2 separate regions of the Rattus norvegicus genome follow, and region 1 is linked to region 2. A link is a contact called in public Hi-C data. All regions are on one chromosome and are shown on one strand. The core of a region is the stretch at or near the end of the contact, and the rest is flanking DNA. Distances in the headings are between cores, read along the strand shown.

What was found. Hi-C and Micro-C count contacts between places; a contact is called where the count stands out from the background.
Region 1: a contact with region 2 is called in a Hi-C map of liver, with 6 times the contacts expected there. The contact joins the promoter of Sec23b here to the promoter of Mgme1 in region 2. A contact is called at or near these places in 2 of 12 Hi-C or Micro-C datasets (kidney and liver).

Annotation. Positions count from the first base shown.
Region 1 is chr3:152,390,640-152,394,044 of GRCr8, forward strand. Sec23b (Sec23 homolog B, COPII coat complex component) reads left to right here and starts at 2,044. Exons shown (of 20, transcript NM_001277235.1): 1 at 2,044-2,105. It also overlaps a transcript of Rbbp9 not described here.
Region 2 is chr3:152,093,268-152,096,517 of GRCr8, forward strand. It overlaps Mgme1 (mitochondrial genome maintenance exonuclease 1), which reads left to right and starts at 1,386. Exons shown (of 5, transcript NM_001009655.1): 1 at 1,386-1,453; 2 at 2,291-2,858. The coding sequence starts at 2,354. Snx5 (sorting nexin 5) reads right to left here and starts at 1,241. Exons shown (of 14, transcript NM_001399298.1): 1 at 1,149-1,241; 2 at 833-915. The coding sequence starts at 883. LOC134486457 (a long non-coding RNA gene) reads right to left here and starts at 826. Exons shown (of 2, transcript XR_010065415.1): 1 at 267-826.

The DNA.
Region 1 (3,405 bases), core at 794-3,293, 300 kb after region 2:
AGTTTCTAGTGCTCTCTGACTGTCTCTGTCATTCTACAAGACAATCAGACTGCCACACCAACGGGAAGAAGTGTCTTTCTTCTTCTCTAGTGCACCAAACTTTTATCTTTCTGAATTTCTTTTTGACCTGGGGCTGAGAGTGTAGAACTAAAGCTGTCTGTTCTTTATATGTCAATGTCTGCCTGGCTAGAATGAAAAAGAAAACATTTACATCTATTTCTGTGAGAGAACAGGATATCTTGACACCCTTGTTGAGTCACAATAAGTCAAATCATTATATTTCTCCAATTAAAAGATCTTAGTTACAGAAAAAAAGTACTTTTTGGGGGGGTGTTTTGGTTTTTTGAGAAGTGTTTCTGTGTAGTGCTGGCTGTTCTGGAACTAACACTGTAGACCAGGCTGGTCTCCAACTCACAGATACCTCCCAAAACTCTGCCTACCAAGTGCTGTGATTACAGGCATGCACCATTACTGCCCTGCAAGTATACTCATATAAATAAAATACTTCTAAAATTTCCCCAAGTAAGGACATTCAACCTTTTATACTTTGAACATGAAATTAAAAAAAAATCCATTTTATAGAAATTACTAGAAATCATCCAGGTTCAAAACTGAAAGGGAAATCTTTGACAAATAAAATCACATTACATTAGTGTTTGTTATTTTGAAAGCTACTTCTTTTTCTCATCTTTCGATATAATGAACATGTATATTTTATGTTACCTGAATATTTTTCCTTGGGAAGAGACAACTTTACATTTCCCAAAATACTTAAGGTTTTAAATATGCCATCATTAACATTATGGTAAGATGATGAAAAATATAAATTTATTTTAAAAAGCTTTGAATGCGAACAGTAATATTTCATAGTAACATCTGTTTAAACTAAGTCCTATGATTTGTAGACTTCAAAAACTTTGATTTAGCTGCGTGTGATGGCCTGTGATTTTAATCCCAGCATTCAGGAGGCATAAGACAGAGGAAAAAGGAGCTCTGAGTTCCAGGCCAGCCAAACCTACATAGTTAGGCTCTGTTGTAAAGAAAATGGTATTATTGCATTACTAGTAAATTGGGTTATTTAATGGATACTTTTTGGATGTCTAAACATGTTTTAGCGTTGTAACTGTAGGATTTTAGTTTGGAGATGAAGAGTTGGTTGAGTAATTGAGTGTATACTTCTGGAGTTCAGTTCCCAGCCCCCATATCAGGAGGTTCACAACAGACAGTAACTAACTCTATAGGATCCTATGCCTTCTTTTGGCCTCAGCAGGCACTACACACACGCTGAATTTGCTGATCTGTCTGACTGTCTGCCTGTCTGTCTGACTGCCTGTCTATGCCACTTGTAAGAAAGTGTAAAATGATTGAGGCGGCCACAGAAAGTTGTGTTACTCATCAATATGGACTCTGTTAGTTTCCTTAAAGGCTTGAATAAGACCGTTCCTAGTTACTCATTTCCTTGCGGGGGAATGGCAGGAGGATGTTCACCAGAAACAGTTTTTATGGAGAACAGAAACCATAGCAGCAAGTGAGAAAGTAACTGCACCTGCTGAGCAGAAAAAGAACACCAACTAGCGGCGAGACTCTGTCACCTCTTAGTCCCTTTCCTCAGGCTGAGGGCCTCTTCCGGACAACTTGGACAACTTCAGCTTCCTCTGGGGCTACGCGTCACTTTTCTCGGTTCCCGGTAACTAGGTGATGAGAGGGACTTCCCTCTTAGGCAAACAGACGTCATGTTGTGTCAAGGAGGTCTCCTGAGAAGTGCTGGATCCGTTTGGATGACGGTCTCGTAGGCGCCGAGGTTCTATTCAGGAGAAAATTTTAAGAATATATTTGAGAAAGTATGTAGCCTATGGAACTCTACATTCTAAAGTTTATAGGGTGAGAAACTACTGCTTTGCCCCATTCAAAGATGGAGGCGCAACTTTTCTGACTGTTTCATTTTTCTCGTGTCTGCCAGAGAAGCGCTCTCTGATTGGTTACAGCATGGCGCCGCGAAATGACGTTTTGGAGCAGTGACCAATCGACTGTGAGCTGAGGTGGACTTGGCTGTGGAAGCCGGAGCTGAGCTCTGCTGTCCGTGGGGCGCGGAAGGCTCTGTCCAGGTGAGTGGCTCCGGACAGGTGAGCGGCTGGTTCTGCCGTAGTGAGTGGGTGCTTAGGAAGAGGGCAGAAGCCAGAGATGGCGGGGCAAGGTGGGCTTGCTTATGGGAGGAATCAGAGGGAATCGATGACCCAGAAGCCGGCTGAAAGTTGACTCATCCGCACCACGCCTGATAGCAGACGACCGATTTCTGACTTCTTAGCCTTCAGAATTGGGGTGTTGATGATGGCTTGAACATCCAAAAGGACCGAATCCCCATGAAAATCTTGAATTTTGCTTTGTGTTAAGTGAAACCAGAACCCAGATCTTCAGTACAGGATTAGGTGTTTAACTGTGTCTACATTGGTTACTAAGTCCTGGAAAGTTATGTGCTGGAGAGATTAGAGTGGCTAAGATATTTTATTGGGTGCCTTTCTAGACCTTTCTTTTACCCAGTCATTCAGCCAGTCAGTCATTCTCTCTTCATTCACTCATTCATTCATCCATTCGGCTATTTACCTCTTCAGATACCCTTATTCGGTGAGAATTTGATAGAAGCAGTGGAAAATGTACATTTTTCTCAACACATAGAATTTAGTAAAAATACATAGAGCTTCAGAGGATTCATGAATTCACTGAAATCCTCTGTGGATTGCGTGTCCAGGATTAAGAAGCTGGTTTAGAAGGTTGAGGAAAGGATGCAGTGGGAAATAGGGAGCAGATGTTATGTGTTGATGCTTGGGGACGTGTACATTTAAGTAAAGAACTTTATAGAGGGGTTACCATTATTTAGTGGGGTTTGCTGAAGTATCTACTGGAAATAGTGATGGTAGAATGTACTGTGACTTATTTGCTAGCTCCTCACCCAGGTGCTTTCTGTGTAGTCAGTGCTTCATCTTCCTGAGTTTGCCAGAACTAACAAGTAGATGTGTTAGAGTTTCAGTTGGAACAGACATTTGGGGTTTTGTTGTGTGGATTCTGTATGGTAGAATAATTGATTTTTCTTGGTATGTAAAATTGCTCTCGTCCAAATTATTTGCAGGATATATTATCCAAATTACATACATATAAGTAATATAAATATATACATGTATATTAATTTTTTGGATGGGATGTCCCTATGTAATCTAGGAGGCTTTGAACTCCCTTGGTTCTTCTGCCTCAGCCTCCTGAATATGGAAATTACAAGAATATGCGTCCATTCTCATTTCATAGGTTTAGTTTTCTTGCTTTCCTTTTTTTTAAAGTTTATTTGCTTGAACCTGTGCTTTGTCTGTGTACCTGTCAAGCCATTTATGTTGCGCGTAGAGGCAACTTTTGTGA
Region 2 (3,250 bases), core at 136-2,635:
CATCTCGCACAAAGCTCTATTTCAATACAATACCCTTGTTGGAACAATCCAACCGGTGCTCCAGACCCGAATTTGCTTACTAGATAAAAAGTTTGCTCATTCAAAGATACTTTTTAAAAATCTAAATTCAGTCCTTATGAAAAACCTAAGAACTCCTGCATTATCCTGCATTACTGACAATTTTGCCCACAAACTGACCCATAACCTACCTGTACGGATGGGAAAATTCAAATTTAAAGGCCAATAAAAGTAGAATCCTTTATTACCTATATAGCAATCTCCGTTTATTGCATTAGTCCTCAAGATATCTGCAGCCTGAGGATTACATCAACAGACAGGATTTACTAAAAATTACAACTTCCACGAAGACACATTTAGGTTTTCTAAGTTGCAAAAAAACATGCTACAGATTGTCGATTGAAATTTCCCCACTATTTTAAACGGAAAAACCATTTTCTTAAAAGGAGACAGGAACCGCAAACAAAACTCCGATCCACTTTGCAATTACCAAGTCGATTTAAGTTTTAGGAGCCTTTAAAAAACACGCTCCTAAGGATTTCAGAGCATTAGCCTCAGTCGAATGACTGGCAGAGCGTCTGTCAAGCGCTCAAGAAGTGGGGTCCCACTCGTCTAGTTCTCCTTGGTCAGAGAATGAGGGTGAACTGAGACACCACTGGAAAGCATTTATAAAGGGGTGGGGGAAAACCTCCGGGTCTTGCAAACCCTTCCCTTGCTGTGGACCGCCAACAGCCCGAACCCCAGAAAAGGGACAACCAGCCCTGGGAGGCCAGCAGGACCTCCAGCCCAGTTAACCAGGAAGGGAGGATCTCACCTTGCTGCGATCCTCCTCCTGCTGCTCCAGTAACTCGGGAACCGCGGCCATGGCGACGCGGGCCTCGAGCAGGGGCCGTCTGGCTGTGCGAGGAAAGAAGAGGCTGGGCCGCCGCCGGGGCGCCTTTCAGGGGCGGCCGCGGCCCCGCCTCCGCCGGCCTCCCTGCCGGACGGCGGCTGGAGGCCGCTGGACTCCGCCACCATCCCAGCAGCCCCGGGCGCAGGCCAGTAGCACGCCACGTGCTCCCCCAGAGCGGCCTCCCCCGTCCCCGCTCCGTCCATCTTGGAGCCGGGCAAAGAAGCAACGCGGGGCCTACCCTCGCTCCGTGCCACGCGGACACCAGCACTGTAGGGCCGGGACGGGGACGCAGGGTCCGAACCCTCTCCCAGCGAGGCACGCCTCGAGAAAGAGCGCGCACAGCGGCAAGGGGAATTTATTGCTCAGCCAGAGTCCAAGATGGCGACCGGCGGTGACGTACGCAAGATCTCGTGAGAGCGAAAACGCGCGGCTTGACGGTGCCCACGCTTCTGCTTCAGAGGAAGAGCGCCTCTCGGGTGAGACGTGAACGCCGCGGTGCATGCTGGGGCCGCCTCGCTTTGGGAAAGCGCGGGACTGATAAAAGTACGGGTCCCGAGAGGTTGTTTGCGGTGTGGGTGTAAAAGCATGGTGGCATCTCAGGTACAAATAGAACCCTGCAGCAGGCCGAGCTTGTATTTAAATAGTCTCTTTTCTGTCCAAATTCCCGCACGAAGAGCCACGGTTGTTCTGTCCCAGCCATGGGAGAAACCTGCAGAGAGATCAACTTTCCGGAATCAATGGTGATGGGCCTTACAGACACCTGCGACACGGGGTCACAGAAGCACCCATTTTAAAGAGTGTGAGGAATAGATGAGAGATGCCCATTCAGAATATTTAGTAAAGAGTTTGGTATATAGATATTGGTAAACTGTTAATTGAGACTTGTGAGTTTTGTTTGGGGGGGTTTTGTAGTTGCTTTGTTTCTACAGACAAAGCCAAGCTAACCTTAAGACTCAAATTCATACTGCCTCAGCCTCCCAAGTACTAAATTTCCTGGCCTATGCCTCCAGGTCTTGTCACGTATATTTAGATGAAAGATTTAGGGTATCACGTCCAAAACAGCCAACACATTAACGTTTAACAAATGCTGCTGGGGTTGGGGATTTAGCTCAGTGGTAGAGCGCTTGCCTAGCAAACGCAAGGCCCTGGGTTCGATCCCCAGCTCCGAAAAAAAAAAAAAAAAGAAAGAAAGAAACAAATGCTGCTGCTTCTGATTTTGATGAATCTTTCTTGGGAATGAATTTTTTGTATTTTGAAATGTCAAAAGTTTAGTGTCTGCACTTTAAATGTTTGTTTTTGTGTGGTTTTCAATTTGATGGTTCTGATATATCAAACGTCTTAAACCTAACTCCACCTCTTTTTTTTTTTTTTTTTTTTTAGATAAGAACAGCACACTTTTAAACAGTACAGACTAGAGAAAAGTAAGAGGGGCGAAGTCTAAAAATGAAACCGCTTCTGCCCATCTGCAGGCTGCTTAGACTTTTAAACAGATTTCCTGTAAAACCAAGCCCTCCTGTGAGTTTCTCCACTTCCTCTTATTTGTGTAGCCAAAAGAAAAAAAGCTCTTACGAAGCAGTAGACCAAGCAAAGTACTGTCGTTTAGTACGTTCTGTCTTGTCCAGAGGCCCAGTCCAGACTCCAGAGTCATTGTTCAAGGAAGATGATGTACTCTATGGTCCTGTGAGTAAGTGTAAAGTTCCAGAGCAAGAGCAGCAGGCAAGAGTTCCACAACACTGGTTTCCTATCTTCAATGAAGAGAAAAACGGGAAACCACACACAAATGGTTCTTCAAGTCCTTTGAAGATCCCTTTGCAAAGAAACATGATACCCAGTGTGACCCGCATCCTTCAGCATACCATGCCATCTGAACAGAGTTTCTTTTTGGAGAGGTGGAAACAGCGGATGGTTCTGGAGCTGGGAGAAGATGGATTTGCAGAATATACTTCAAGTAATTCTCTTACTTCTGGTTATATGTGGTCATGGGTTTTTAGGAGATGAGTGCGCCTGCCAAAAGAATGGGGCTTTAAAAAAAAAAAAACTCACTGAGGAAGTACTTTCAAATAGCATTAAACAGCATTTCATGTCTGCCAACTTGCTCAGTCCTCCTCATGGATACCGTTGACTGTAGTGTACATTTAAAGAAATGGAAATACAGAGATCAATTTATTTGACAAACTCACATAATTTATAAACAACCTATCAACTCTTTTCCATCTCTTGACAAAAGTCTAGTTTTTAAAGTTTTTTTGCTCAGAATTTAATAATTACCCATTGTTCTACTAATCAATATCAATTGCTAGCCACAATCCATAACACTCCCTGCTTATATTTTGGTAAATT